5 separate regions of the Mus musculus genome follow, and all the other regions are linked to region 2. A link is a contact called in public Hi-C and HiChIP or PLAC-seq data. All regions are on one chromosome and are shown on one strand. Each heading gives the region's core, a stretch centred on a gene start, on an enhancer-like site or on the middle of the called end of the contact. The rest is flanking DNA. Distances are from core to core; before and after follow the strand shown.

Region 1 (2,777 bases), core at 106-2,605, 140 kb after region 2:
CTGGCTGTCTTTCCTTAGTCACAATTCTACTTGCTTGGTTTTCTTGTTTTGTTTTATTTTATTTTATTTTTATTTTTTTTTATAGCTTTCATGTGTCCAGACTGTATTTACAGGATACCTACTATGTGCCTGGCATTGTTCTTGCTGATGAAGACACACTGCAGAAAGAACAGGCAAGGCTTGCCTTTGGGGCGCACACATCAGCCCCCCACTTCCCTTTATGGACACAGCACATTTGCGTTGCGGTTGTCAGGGGGTGGGTACCATTCGGCTGCAGTGACCAGTACACCTATGATTATTACTGTATGCAGTTTTACAGCTTAAATTCTTTAAGAAGGTTTTGAAGAGTTTCTGCTTTCAATTCTTCTTGATATATACGTTGGAGTGGAATGACTGAGTTATGTGGCAAATTCATTTTCAGCTTATCAGGGAGTCGCTGGGTGGATCCTCTCTCAAAGCCACTCTACTTACATGCATGACTCTGCATGTATGAAGTGTCCTGAACAGGCAGATTCCCAGTCACAGAGAGGAGATGACTGGTTCCCAGGGGGCCAAAGGGGAGAAGTCGGTTGCGTGTGTGTCTCCCTGTAGGGATGAGGAAAACGTTCTGAAATGAGGATGTGGTGTAGATGTGCACTTCACATGGCTAAAACAAGATTGGGCTCAGTGGTTAAGAGATGTCCTGCTCTTGCAGAGGACCAGAGGAAAATTCTCAGTACATACATTGGGCATCTCACCATTGCCTGTAACTCCAGATCCAGGAGGGCCAACACCCTCTTCTGGTCTCTGAGGGCACACACATACACTCTTAGCCGGGTGGTGGCAGTGCACACCTTTAATCCCAGCACTTGGGAGGCAGAGGCAGGTGGATTTCTGAGTTCGAGGCCAGCCTGGTCTACAGAATGAGTTCAGGACAGCCAGGACTACACAGAGAAACCCTGTCTCAAAAAAAAAAAAAAAAAAAAAAAAACAAAAACAACAAAAAATACAACCCAAAAGACTAATTTTGTATCCTATGTGTTTTACCCTAATTAAGCAAAGCAAAACAGAGAGAGGAAAAGATCTGACAAGGTCCTAATCTTATGGGGCACATAGGTTAATGAGTGGAGACCGACCATAGATAAATCAATACTTCATACATTGTATTCATCTGTGCTCTGACAGAAGAGGTGCTGGGAAGCACTTGGGTAGGATTTGGGTTGCCAGACTGTGAGGGGACACGGGGCATTGAGAAGGAGGAGGGGCAGGGAGTCCAGCTGGGGCTGTGTCATTATGATGTCACATGTGACATTATGATGTCAGGGGTATTCAGTTGGAAGGTTCTTTTGGCCATAGGGAGATATAGAGAGAGCTTGTAGATAGTTTTAGCTGACATGACTCTGGGAGGGAGGGGGTACCCCCTCGGAAGAATGGGGTACTCCTCCGCTTTCCAACAAAGAATCCCCTGTCCTGAAATGACCTCAGAGGAACTGGCTGAGACACTCTGACCTAACCATGCAGATCCAAGGCTTAAAATCTGCTGGAAAAAACCCAGCCAGTTTTATATAGCGTGCAGGCTCACGGGTTGTTCTGTGTGAGTCATCTGGAACCCGGGGTCTGGCTTTGACTTGTGTCTGCAGCCTGAGGAAGACGAATGTTCCTTCGGCCAGTTGAGTCTGAGAATTGAGGACATTCACAGCTCTCACTCTGTGTCCTGACCTACGTGACTCAGACCTGGAACTGGATGTATTAGGGTGTGGGGAACTCTGCAGGAAAACCCACAATTCTTATCCAAGGGCAGGTTTTAGCCTAAGCAGAGAATCCGTGCCCCATGCCCTAGTGGAAATGCCTTTTTTTCATGACAATTTAAGATGGACACTGTCTTCCTGCCTTGCCACCTTCCCTGTGGGTTGAATCTACCCGACACTACATTTTATCCAGGGATCAAGGCTAGAAGAGATGAATCCACAGAAGAGTCTGCGACCATGGTGCCTGGGCTTTCTGTGCAAAATGCTACAGCCACAATAAGATATTTACCGTCTTTATCGGAAGATCAAACCCACCCACAAATGTCACATTGCTCAAATTCCATCAGTAGATCAGACAAGCTGTCTCTGGGAAGAGGACATTCCAGCCAGCAAGTTCAGAGCGCACTGGCTTCGAGGGCCGGTCCCTTCCTATTTTCTGTCACACACCCTGAGCCTTTGTTGTCTCCGCACTGCTGATAAATCAATCCATCAAAAAATTTCCTCAGTGAAACTCAATCAAGAAAGGTCATGTCAGCGGGAGAGGAACAGATTAAATTAGCATCAAATTAGACATGGAAAGTGAGTTCTGTCAAAATCATCGCAGCGCTCAGCACAATTAGAATATGTTAATTATGCATTTCATTAAGGTGGATGTGAGATGAAATGTCACTGGGGTAGGCATCCGAAAAAGGGAAGATTGCCAGGCACAACTTTCTCTAGACAATGTGTGACACCTTCATTACCATCAAGAATCGCGAGTCTGCCGTGACTTTTTCTGTAAAGGATTAAACCATTAACTGTTTGCTGTCTCCTCTCATTCGTGCAAAGGGGCGGGGGGTGAGGGTGGGTCCCCCTATCCTCAGAGCCGACCACTCCCTTCCAAGTGACTGTCTTGCTCTCAGACCGCCATGGCCCCGGGGGCTGCTGGGAATGCCTGGTGGGCAACAGGGTGGTGGCAGGCTTTAATGAACTCCTTGGAATCCTGCCACTGCCTTAGGGGTGGCGAAATGCTGGGGATGGGGAGAGGAGAGAAATGAGGGGTGAGGATTA
Region 2 (2,840 bases), core at 36-2,535:
CCTGCTCTCCAGCTCTTGCCTGTCCACAGTCTAGTCTGACTTTCCCAGTGGTCCGAACAGGGGGTGTTCTGTGTGATAATTAGCACCATGACTTCAGCCCACTCTACATAATGCAGTGCTCCATCTGCATTGACCTTTGTCGTTGTTGCCCCAGAATAGCAAAATTGTTAGAAATTCGGCTTGTCAGGTTTCACTAGACCTGCTGGGTCAGGCACCACGTGGGTGGGGCAGCACCTAGGTCCTTTGCAGGCAGGGACTGGGTTGTCCTAGGATCGGATCCTTCCTGAGGACAGCCATGGACTGGACTCCAAACGGAGCAGAGAGCAGCTGTCTAGATCATAAAGGTGAACAATGTCATCCTGCAGTTAGCTCAAACATACACATCTTTGAAAACTTGCCCTGGTTGTCAGTTGTGGGTGCGGGGGCAAGGGAATGGTCTTTGCTCCTGCTGGAGCCATTGGTGGTGACACTTAATAGTTTTAAGGGAAGAGCCTGCAGATCTTGTTTTGCTATTTCCCCCAGCGGCATCAGAAACCCAGTTTAATTTAGAAAAAGAACAAACCAGGCTGAGAAGGTTGCCAGAGTACTTGCTTAGAGCGTTAAGCCCTGGCAGGGGAGAGCTATGGTGGGCATGTCCAACATACATTGTTATTAGACCGAAGGAGGCTTTGTCTCCTTGATGGCGTCCTTGATGGCATCCTTGATGGCGTGCCTATGTCAACAGCAGGCATTCCAACAGCGTCATTCACTCCGGTCTGCTCACTACCTGTTAGGATGCCTCCACCTTCTGCCTAGCAGTGGAAGCGGGCAAGTTGTCCTGTGGCGGCTCATCCCCAGAATCCCAGCGTGTGGGAGGTGGAGGCAAAAGGACCGGGAGTTTAAGCCTGGTCTGTCTCAAAAAGACAACAGACCAGCCAGCCACCAATAAAAACCCCAGTAGATGGTCCTGGAGGGGAAAACTTTCTAACCCTGAGAGGAGGAGCCTCTGGTCCTCCATGCAGCAGTGTGAGAGTTGAACCTGTCTCTTCTGCTCTACCATGCCTCCTCCTGTCTGTCACTTAAAAAGATGATCCCAGGGTTCTGTTCCGAGTACCCTGCAGCTCACAAGCCAAGGGTTGATGCCCGCCTGCATGAGGGCTTTGTATGTATGTATGTATGTATGTATGTATGTATGTATGTATGCATGTGCACCTGTGTGCGTGGTGCTTGAGGCCTGAAGAGAGCATGCGATCCCTTGGAACTAGAGTCACAGATGGTTGTGAGCCACCACGAGTGGGTGCTAGAAGCTGAGCTCTTCCTCCGGAAGAACAGCCAGTGCTCATGACCACAGAGCCATCTCTCCATCCTGTAGGGCTTGGTGTGTGCACGTGTGTGTGTGTGTGTGTGTGTGTGTGTGTTTGCCAGGTATGGTGGCTTAAGCCTTTAATTCCAGCATCCAGAAGGCAGAGGCAGGTGGATCTCTGAGTTCAAGACTAGCCAGGTCTATAGCTCTAGTTCCAGTACAGCCGGGGCTGTACAAAGAAACCCTGTCTCAATTCACCCCCCCCACCCCAATTTAAAATTTGTTTTAATCTCTTTTTTTGGGGAGGGGGGCAGGGTCTTAATGCAACTCAGGGTGGCCTTAGACTATCATGTAGCTGGGGACAATCTTTATTGGCCTCCACCTTGACTGATGGTTGTGGCTCAGTTGCTATCTTATTCTGTCCAAATTAATACACTCAAATCTTACAACTGTGATACAGGGTTGTGTTTTAAGTTTCCCTATGTGTCTGACATTTTTGCTAATACGTATCAATCTCGTAAGTTTAGGAACGGGCCAAAAATCTTTCAGTCCAAGTGAACGGAAGCTTCAAACCTTTGCCACACGGTGGCGCTGGCATCAGGCACATGGCACTCTGTGGCTGCTCCTTCCTGGTGCTGAGAGTTCTGTGTGACCAGAGTGATGTGGCTTTGGGTTTTCGAGAGGATGCACAGTGGCTCTGGCAGCCAATCCTGTCCGCGAGTAGTATTTTTCACAGCCCTTGCCATCCTGATGAAATTGCTCTCAATAAAAAAAATCTACCAAGTCAAATAGTCTGTCAATGGTTCAAATCCCCCAATAGTACTGAAGTCTGGATAGTGGAAAATAAGGATCTACATTCACCCTTCCTCCACTGCCTTTTCTCCTGATTGGATGACTGTACGAGCTTGTGTGGTGTGTGTTTGTGAGTGTATGGGAGAGTGTGTGAATGAATGTGTGTGTGCATGTATGTGCATGTGTGCTTGTGTGTGGTGGTGACCTTTGCAGAGCTTCAACTCGTGTCTAGTCACTCTTGCGTTTGAATCTTCTCCATTTCAAAGGCACTTGGTGAGGTGGTAGAAGGATTCGGGAGGATCAGGAGGTCAAGGTCAAGGTCAAGGTCAAGGTTGGCTACTGAGCATCTTTGAAGCCAGCCAGTGCTACACTGCTGTTTGTCCCAAAACCAACTCCCATTCTCACACACAAAATGCCAAGCAAACCGAACAACAACCAAAAACAGCTTAGTTGGCGAGTGCCTGGTAACAGGCAAACCCTAGGTCCCATCCTCAGAACCACATTCTCTGGGTTTGGAGTTGTGTGGTATAAAGGGTTATCATCTGAGCCAGACCACTGCCATGTTCAAGAGTTCAGCTCAGCACAACAAACTTGAAGCTTTTGGGCCTCAAACTCCCCGCATAGGCATTACACAAGCCTCTACCTCCCGGGTGCTGGGATTACAGGCATGCACTGTGTTGCTAAAATTCCTTCCTTTTGGGAAAATTCCTTCACTACTCCTGAGGACCCAATGACAAACCAAGGTGTGATTCCAACAAAGTTCACC
Region 3 (2,700 bases), core at 150-2,649, 180 kb before region 2:
GGCATTGGAATTTGTATGCACCCCCATAGGTGGGTTTGCAGCAGTCACCGTCCAGCCCCGACTGACTGCGGTGTGTTCAGAGACCTCGACAACTGTCGCCCTCGTTGTTTTTAATTGCATTTATTTATATTATTTTTGTGTGTCCACTCACACACAAAAGTCATAGGGCATACGTGGAGGTCAGAGAACAACTGCAGGGAGTCATTTCTCTCCTTCCCATGTGTAGGTCCTGGCCTTGAACCCAGGTTGTCAAGTCTGGGAACAGGTGCCTTTACCTGAAGCCATTTTTGTGGTCCTTGTTTTTGTTGCTGTCATAATGCACAGGTTTTCTCGGTGGCGAGGCTTCTACACATGCGTGTACATGCACCAGTATCTACCAGATCACAGGCTGCATCCCTCTTCAGTGCCTCCTGATAGGCTCTCTCCCTGAATCCAAAGCCAGGCTGGCAGTCAGTGAGTGGCGTAGTGCTGGGGTTACTGTGTGCAGTCATGCCTGGCTTACGATGTGGTGTGCTGGGATCTAAGGCTAGGTCCCCACACTTACACCAACAAGTGTTCTTGCCCACTGTGCCATCTCTTGAGCCCCAACAAATTGACTTATATCCTTATTGAGTATGGAAGCGAGGACAAAGGTCACACTGGCTTGCCTTTTGAGCAGTCCAAGTTCATGCTCACAAGAAAAGCAAAGATGAAATCCTGTCCAGTGGTCAACTGACTCCGACTCCTCCTCCTCTTCCTCTTCCTTTCCCTCCTCCTCCTCCTCTCCCTCTTCCTTTCCCTCCTCCTCCTCCTCTCCCTCCTCCTCCTCTTCCTCCTCCATCTTCTTCTTGTCCTTCCCCTTCTCCTCCTCCTCCTTCCTCTTCTTCTTCTTCATCATCACCATCACCATCCTCACCATCATTACTATTATTATTATTTTAATTTCAGTGCCTCTCATACCACATGTATTTGTGTCCCCTCAAAACACACAGTTACAGACTAATGTTACTTTTAGTTTTGGCTAGGTTTTTATTTGGATACTCATCCTGGGATGTTTTACAGTGTGAGTCTGGAACGGGTGGGGTCTGCAGGATCCTGGTCCAGCTGGGAGTGAGTTTGGGGGTGGGGGTGGGGAGGTGTGGGGGTTCTCTGAGGAAAGCCTTCTCCCTGGATTTTAGTGTCACTGCTCTTTGCGACGATGATGAAACAGCTCTCCTAGATCATCTTCAGGGAAACAGTTGGTGTGCATACACTTTATTCCGGGGGGGGCGGGGGGGGACCAAGGGCAGCACATGAACTGTGCAGAGTGGGAAGGAGTTTCCAGAGTGAATGTAAAATCATTGGCTGGAGTTCAGAGTACCATGAATGCTTCATTTGCATAAAGAGGCATGCCCGGAATCCCAGGTTTTTACTGGGAAAGAGGAAGCTGAATTTACCGGTTTGCCAAGGACTATGTGACATTTCTAAGGTAGAAGATTAGGATCAGGCCTCCCCAGATCAGGGAAAGAATGGGAAGGAAGCCATGTTGGAAAAGACACTGTGCAGTGAGCTCAGAGGAGCTGTCCGGACATGGGAGGCTACCACCGTAGTAGCAAGTGTGACAGTAACATGCACATTCAGGCAGAACACCCTTACACATAACACTAAATAGAAAAACTGTTTTTTTTTAAGTCAAGAGACTAATAAAACAAAACTTTAGGCTGGGCGGTGGTATCTCATGAATTCAAGGCCAGCCTGGTCTACACGGCCGGTTCCAGGACAGCCAGAGCTAATCACACAGAGAAATCCTGTCTCAAAAGCAATACAAAACAAAACCCCCAAATTTTAATCTCACTCTTATCACAATTGGTCAATACAGTTTTTTGTTTTGTTTTAATTAATATCAGCTTTTTAAAATCTCACCTAGCTTCATGATTTGTTACTGGTCAGGCAGTGTACATTTTTAGGCGGATTGTGTTCAATTTTAAAAATATCAAGGTGTTATTGTTGTTGTTGTTGTTGTTGTTATTGTTGTTGTTACATGACCTCTAACATTTCAGGGGCAATTCCAGTTTCAGGGCCAGTGACGAATCTTGAATGTTCTTTGTGGATCTTTACAAACCGGTTTGTTGCTGCTGTGTTCACAGTAAAGATGGAGAAGTCGGTCACCCATTCTTTGCATCGTTTTTGCATCATCTTTGCCGGCACCAAAGCATCATGCTGAGTCAGCAGGAATGCATTTCCCTCTCCATTTTGTTATCTTTACTCACAGGTTGATTATTAACTCAATAACATCTTGTTCTGTTTGACAGGGAACTCACTAGATTTCTGGAGGTCAAAGTAGATCATATATTGAAAGCAGCTGCCTGATTACATCAATATTACAATGTGTGTGTGCATGTGTGTGCTCACCCATGTGTGTATATGTGTGTGTGTGTGTGTGTGTGTGTGTGTGTGTGTGTGTGTGTGTGTGTGTGTGACATGTGCTAGGGAGTTCATGCTTCTGTGCATTCACAGAGGCCAGAGAAAGCCACTGGATGTCTTACGCTGTCCCAATCTACCCTGTTCCTTTAAGACAGTCTGTCACTGAGTAGGGAGCTAGGCTGACAGTCAACCAGCCCCCAGTCTCCAGGTCTCCTCCCCTACAGTGCTGTTGTTTCAGATGCTCCATGGACAGAGCCCAGCTTCTTACATGGGTCCTGGGTATTTGACCTCAGGTCCTCATGCTAGGGCAGTGGACAC
Region 4 (2,700 bases), core at 135-2,634, 190 kb after region 2:
TGCTAACTCCTGACTAGGATAGCACTGTGTTAGGTGAGTCAGGCAGAGAACCCGGAGGAACTGAGTACCCGAGGTTTGACTCTCTCTCCTTTGGCTCAGCTGCTTTGTCATCTAAGCAAACACATTCACTTACCCAGGTCCATTTTTCTACAAACGCCCAGCCTGACACCAGCGGTACTCTGGTTTGCTTTCCCAGAGTGTCTCTGTTGGGGTTTCTATTGCTGAGCTAAAACACCATGATACAAAGCCACTTATCTCAGCTTACAGCTCCAAGTCCCGAATCCCAGGGAGTCAGGGCAGGAACTCAAGGCAGGACCCTGGCGTCAGGAACTGAAACTGAGGCCCTGGAGGAGACTGGCTTTCCGTGAATTGCTCTCCCTGCTTTCTTACAGTACCCAGGGCCACCTGTCCAGGGGTGGAACTAATCACATGAGCTTGGATCTCCAACATTCATCATCAATCAAGAAAATGACCTATAGACTTCCTATTGGCCAATTATGTGAAGCATTTTCTCAGTTAAGACAGCCTCTTCCCAGATGACCCTGGCTTGGGTCAAGTTGACATAAAACTAGCCAATATACTTATGTTTCCGGAGGGACCAGATGAGGCAACAGATCTCAGAGTGTTTTGACTACATAGAATATGTGTTTAAAGGGTACTGTTATAATTATAGTTTTTCTTCCCAGAAATCTGTGAGCTTCTAGAGACAAGCTTGTATCTTTTAACTCTGAATTTCTGTTTTTTTTTTCTTAGCACATTCACTTTTATATACCAGACACACTATGACTGTTTGTTAAATAAAAAGAAAGCTGAAGAACGGGGCTGTAGCTCCGTTGGTGGTGTGCATGCCCAGCGTGCATAAATCCCGGGCTGATCTCCTGACCACATGAACTGGGTGTGGTGGTCCAGGCCTAGAACAACTCGGGGGATGGAAGGAGGAGAATCAGGAGTCAGAGTCATCACGGACTATACAAGACTCTGTAGTGTTGGGAATTAAACCCAGGGCTTTATGTGTGAGGCAAATGTTTTAATGGGCTATGAACTCATCCCAAGAGATAGTCAAAGGGCAATAGCCTTTGAAGGAGATCCCAGCATAGTGGTTCGGTGTGTGTGTGTGTCTCAGGGGTGGGAGGGGAGCTTCCTTTTATACCTGAATTAGGCACAGGCCACACCCAAACACTTGTTTTCACAGAGAGATTCTTTATTAAAGGGGGGAAGAAAAGTTAGAGCGGCCACTCTCTGTGGCTCTGGCAGACACAGACCGGCAAATGACCTTGCAGGTGCAACGTCTAAGAAGAGAAAAGGAGAAGGGCTGTTAGAATGGCCTAGGAGGCTGTGCTAGGTTTTGATTTGGCATGTTAATTAGGTGAGTCAAAAGGGGCTTTTTCATTGCTGGACTTCAATACTTTGATTGCTGGACCTTGATAGTCAGCCTCAGGAGGAGGAAGTGGCCAAATAAGGGAATAGACCTTGGTGGCTGGCTTTAGGAATGTAATCTAATGGTTTTTAGGGAGGCAGAGGGAATGGGGGAGAAGGGCAAGGACTGCCAGAGGCAAGTTGCTCCAGCTGGCCAGAGTCCCTTCAGCCTTTATCTGTGCTACTGTACTCACTAATTTAGACTCATGATGCAGACATTTGAATATGTAAATAGTAGGTTATATGAAGCAGGGAGAGGTGGGGATGGCAGTTAACTGGAGAAAGTGTACCCTATGCAAAGGGACCACGGTCCTTAGCTCCAGGGAGTCTATGTGGCAAGGTGGGCCTTCCCCAAGAGTTTGAGAAGTTGGAAATCTATGTATTTAACTCCATTTCTTGGGTTTTTAAATATTGGTAGTTAATTCTCAAGTCTAAAAAATCGATAACCCTTGTCGTCAGACCAATTGGAACTCTTGTAATTTATAGAAGATATAAATGGAAGTCATAATTAAAAATAATTAGAAAATCCTTAGGTTTCACTGTGGTACACCCCAGCCTGAATGAACGGCCTCTCCTGTTGCTGTAAGATCATTTAAAAAACAAGGCCCTAGAGCATGCCCTGACATCACTATTCGCTGTTTTTCTCTTTTGTTCTGTTTTTAGTTCAGATCTTCCTCTTTGGGCAAGTCTTCCCTAAACCTGCCTGAAGCAGCACTGTGGGGCTGGAAAGTCATGTGACTGGGAAACCAGTCTGGAGCAAGAATGAGGCCGTTTCCAAACCCTGAAAATTTTGTCCCGAGCCCTGCAGGCGCAGTGCTGTCTTCCCCTTGCTTTGGGCCTGTATGTCCACTACATGGAAGCCTTATGACCTTCACCTCCACCACCCTTGAGATAGTCCTGTAGCCTGGTGGCCGAAGTATAGGTTAAACTTCCTCTCTCTCTGTTAGGACGTGCCCAGCAAGCGCATGTAAATGAAGCATTCTTGAACCTCAGCCTCAGCCAATGATGCTTATTCACTGTAAAACCCCTACCCACTCCCTAAGCTTTATATAGCCCCTGCTGACCCTCAGATAAAGAGAGCTTTCTCGCTGAAAACCATCTCCAGAGAAGGCTATTTCTCCCCCACTCACACCATCTGAGTCCCGCTAACCCACCCACTCAGCTAAGCTCCGTTCCTTTCAGTCTCGCCCACTGTGTAACGACAGGTGCCTGGATACCCTGAGCGCAGAAGCTGACCTGGGCCAGCATGGCATTTCTCCCTGTTCTTCTCCAAGCTGCTTCTTT
Region 5 (2,700 bases), core at 72-2,571, 140 kb before region 2:
GGGTGAGGCCCTCTTCAAATACAATTTTGATAACAAAACAGGCAATAGAAATATCTAGTCCTAATCCCAGCATTTAGGAGACAGAGGCAGGAGGATCTCTATGAGTTCCAGGGCAGCATAGTATATATAGTAAGTTCCAGACCAGCCAGGGCTATACAGTGAAACACTGGAAGGAGTTGGAGGGTGGGGAGATAGAGGACAGACAGATGGACAGACAGGCAGAAAAAATTGGAGAAGGGAAGACAGACAGACACAGATCCTGTTCATTACCACAAAGCTATAAAAACAGGGAAAGGGGCTGCACAAACAGGGGAAGCAGGCACTGGGGCTGGGACTGTGTGTCAGGTTCTCAGAGGAATGACAGCTTGCTGAATGCTGCTGTTAGGGAGCTGGGGAAAGAGCATCCATGAGAAGAACAGGGAGATGCCAGGAAGGCTCAAAGAGGAGAGAACAGGGCTGCGGATGGAGAGTCATTGGTGCAGTTGGTAATTTCCAGGAGAGCCAGAGAGTGCTAACAGGGGCTTCATCTGCACAGCCAGCCTGCTTAGCCAACAAGCTATGAAGATGTAAATGAAAGCAGGGTCCTCGCCTCCCCAAGTTACTTCCTCTGGTTAAGGTGTCTATCACAGCACCAGGAAGGCAAACCAGGGCGCCCTCCTATGTCTTCTTGTCCCCTGAAAGGAAAAAGGAGTTTGTAACCAAAACAAAAAGCACAGAACTGCTCCTGAACCGTGCCATAGTTCAGTTTAAGTCACTGTCTTGACTCTGGGTGATACTGGGGTGACAGATAACGGTGCATCATTTGTCAATGCCTAAAGCTAAGAGGACGGAAAAGAAATCCTACAGGCATCCCCAACTTCCGAGTTCTCCGGCTTCCATGTTTCACGATGCCACTCTCACCCGCCAAATGATCGGGTATCCGGAGATGTGTCTCCTGACATCAGCCCCCACTCCCACGCTGGTGAGTCAGAACACTAAATTCATGAAGACAAATTTGATTAAGCTTCACGCTGTGGTGACCAACAGCTATTTTTCTTGAGGCATTGAATCCAAACCTCTCGGGTGTGGGGACGAATGAGCCAGGCATTGCTGGGCCAAGTCAGGGCAGGGCTTGAAGTATAAGTCTCAGCACAAGCAGAGAGCTCCTTGGTTAATCTTTTATTCAGGCACAGGTCCAGGGGCATCACTGATTAAATTTTTTTATTTGGGCACAGGCATTGTTTTAAGGGGTAATTACAGACAATCCATATACAGGCATGCCTGGGCAGCTTCTAAGAGGAAAACTTTAGACCAAATTCTGGATCCCAAAGAGATCCTCCCATTGATATGTTAATCATCTCCTGTGTGCCAGCCTGCTGCGAAGAGATACTTACTGGAACAAAGGAGAAGCCTGTGGGAGAATAAAGCGGGGTAAGTGGTCTCAGACTGTAACCCCTATCGATATTGACAGGAGCTGGAGGAATTCTGACCCATTCATGGGTTTAAAGGGACAATCAAGCAGGGTATGGTGGCTCATGCTTGTAATCTAGCCATTGAGGGGACCTGAGGTAAGAGGATTGCCAAAAGTTCCAGGCCAGCCTGGGTATTTAGTATTAAGACCCTACCTCAGGAGGGGGGAAAAATGAGGCTGGAGAGATGGCTTAGCTAAAAAGAGTGTGTACTTACTGTTCCTGCAAAGGACCTGAGTCCTGCACCCAGCACACAGCACACAGCACCCACCGCACTGCCTGTAACTCCAGCTCCAGGTGACCTATTTAGGCATATTCACATACACAGAAACACAAATACATATAAATAACAAGAAGGAGAAGGAGGAGGAGGAACAGGAGAAGGAGGGAGAGGAGGAAGAGGAAGAGAAGGAGGAGGAGGAGGAGAAATAATAAAGGTCCATTATGAATGACTCTATCTGGAATCAACTGGCATTTCCACTCCATGCTCTTAGCACACACAGCACAAACATTTGGGCATTATCATTCCACAGAAAGGCAACCCTTGCACAGGAAACAAATAAAAGCCACCTGCCTATAAATCAAACTGACTACAATCAAATACTGGTCACCTGCCTGTGACTACATTCCCAGAGTTAATGATGAATTCACAGATTGTGTGTGTGTGTGTGTGTGTGTGTGTGTGTGTGCGCGCGCGCGCGCGCGCCCTCACACAACTGTGGTGTGGGGGATTGAACCTGGGGCCTCTTGCATGCTAAGCAAGCACTCTGCCACTAAGCTATATATCCCAGCCCTTAATAATTGACTCAGAGAGTTCATATACGGCTTTAACATATACCAGGCATCATACTAGGATCAGAGGATAAATACTAAAGTGAATGTGTTTGGCAAGGAGTTTATATTTCTAGGGGTAAAGAATCAATAAATCATTTTCTAAATAATAATAAATTGGATTTTGTGGAGTACCACAAAAAAAAAAAAAAGGTCCTAAAAAGGAGGAGAGGCAAGCCAGGCATAGTGACACATACCTTTGATCCCTGTACATACCTTTGATCCCTGTAGAGCCAGGTGGATATTTGAGGCCAGCCTGGTCTACATAATGAGACCTTGTCTCTAAGAAGGGAGGGAGCCAAGAGCTAAATGGGCCACAGAAAGGTCTTTCTAAGGAAGTTAGATATACACAGGAAGATGCTCAGACTAGCACTGGGTAGCCTACAGGGCAGCTTCCTTCCCATCTAGGAGAGGAGGCACG

Evidence for each region. Hi-C and Micro-C count contacts between places; a contact is called where the count stands out from the background. HiChIP or PLAC-seq counts read pairs in DNA pulled down with a chosen protein or histone mark.
Region 1: a Hi-C map of embryonic stem cells shows a contact between it and region 2, with 2.3 times the contacts expected there. The contact joins the promoter of AY702102 here to the enhancer-like site in region 2. A contact is called at or near these places in 12 of 39 promoter capture datasets (the 3T3-L1 cell line, embryonic stem cells, frontonasal cranial neural crest and 6 more), 21 of 484 Hi-C or Micro-C datasets (the N1E-115 cell line, the P5424 cell line, embryonic stem cells and 6 more) and 1 of 9 other capture datasets (embryonic stem cells).
Region 3: an H3K27ac HiChIP or PLAC-seq map of embryonic stem cells shows a contact between it and region 2, with 2.2 times the contacts expected there. The contact joins two enhancer-like sites. A contact is called at or near these places in 2 of 15 datasets of contacts at CTCF or cohesin (large pre-B cells and pro-B cells), 39 of 484 Hi-C or Micro-C datasets (B cells, the C2C12 cell line, the F1.1 cell line and 20 more), 21 of 115 datasets of contacts at active chromatin or transcription factors (the HPC-7 cell line, astrocytes, bone marrow-derived macrophages and 13 more) and 2 of 9 other capture datasets (embryonic stem cells and macrophages).
Region 4: a contact with region 2 is called in an H3K27ac HiChIP or PLAC-seq map of embryonic stem cells, with 3 times the contacts expected there. The contact joins two enhancer-like sites. A contact is called at or near these places in 6 of 484 Hi-C or Micro-C datasets (embryonic stem cells, germline stem cells, myocytes and 2 more) and 2 of 115 datasets of contacts at active chromatin or transcription factors (both in embryonic stem cells).
Region 5: an H3K27ac HiChIP or PLAC-seq map of embryonic stem cells shows a contact between it and region 2, with 5 read pairs. The contact joins two enhancer-like sites. A contact is called at or near these places in 4 of 15 datasets of contacts at CTCF or cohesin (CD8 T cells, the NIH/3T3 cell line, large pre-B cells and 1 more), 47 of 484 Hi-C or Micro-C datasets (the AML12 cell line, B cells, CD4 T cells and 29 more), 14 of 115 datasets of contacts at active chromatin or transcription factors (the 230-238 cell line, CD8 T cells, the HPC-7 cell line and 7 more) and 1 of 9 other capture datasets (embryonic stem cells).

Annotation. Positions count from the first base shown.
Region 1 is chr2:169,961,765-169,964,541 of GRCm38.p6, reverse strand. AY702102 (cDNA sequence AY702102) reads left to right here and starts at 1,355. Exons shown (of 1, transcript NR_131974.1): 1 at 1,355-2,529. It also overlaps a transcript of Tshz2 not described here.
Region 2 is chr2:170,103,091-170,105,930 of GRCm38.p6, reverse strand. No RefSeq gene overlaps it. Among named protein-coding and RNA genes, the nearest start is that of Zfp217, 27 kb to the left of the region's middle. Within about 2 kb of position 1,285, at least 10 of the 459 cell types and tissues checked have an H3K27ac peak or open chromatin away from gene starts, as enhancers often do. A contact at or near this core is called in embryonic stem cells and memory CD8 T cells, where this site is marked.
Region 3 is chr2:170,281,345-170,284,044 of GRCm38.p6, reverse strand. No RefSeq gene overlaps it. Among named protein-coding and RNA genes, the nearest start is that of Gm34542, 37 kb to the left of the region's middle. Within about 2 kb of position 1,399, at least 12 of the 459 cell types and tissues checked have an H3K27ac peak or open chromatin away from gene starts, as enhancers often do. A contact at or near this core is called in embryonic stem cells, where this site is marked.
Region 4 is chr2:169,918,110-169,920,809 of GRCm38.p6, reverse strand. It overlaps a transcript of Tshz2 not described here. Among named protein-coding and RNA genes, the nearest start is that of AY702102, 44 kb to the left of the region's middle. Within about 2 kb of position 1,384, at least 16 of the 459 cell types and tissues checked have an H3K27ac peak or open chromatin away from gene starts, as enhancers often do. A contact at or near this core is called in embryonic stem cells, where this site is marked.
Region 5 is chr2:170,244,507-170,247,206 of GRCm38.p6, reverse strand. No RefSeq gene overlaps it. Among named protein-coding and RNA genes, the nearest start is that of Gm17619, 52 kb to the right of the region's middle. Within about 2 kb of position 1,321, at least 58 of the 459 cell types and tissues checked have an H3K27ac peak or open chromatin away from gene starts, as enhancers often do. A contact at or near this core is called in embryonic stem cells and memory CD8 T cells, where this site is marked.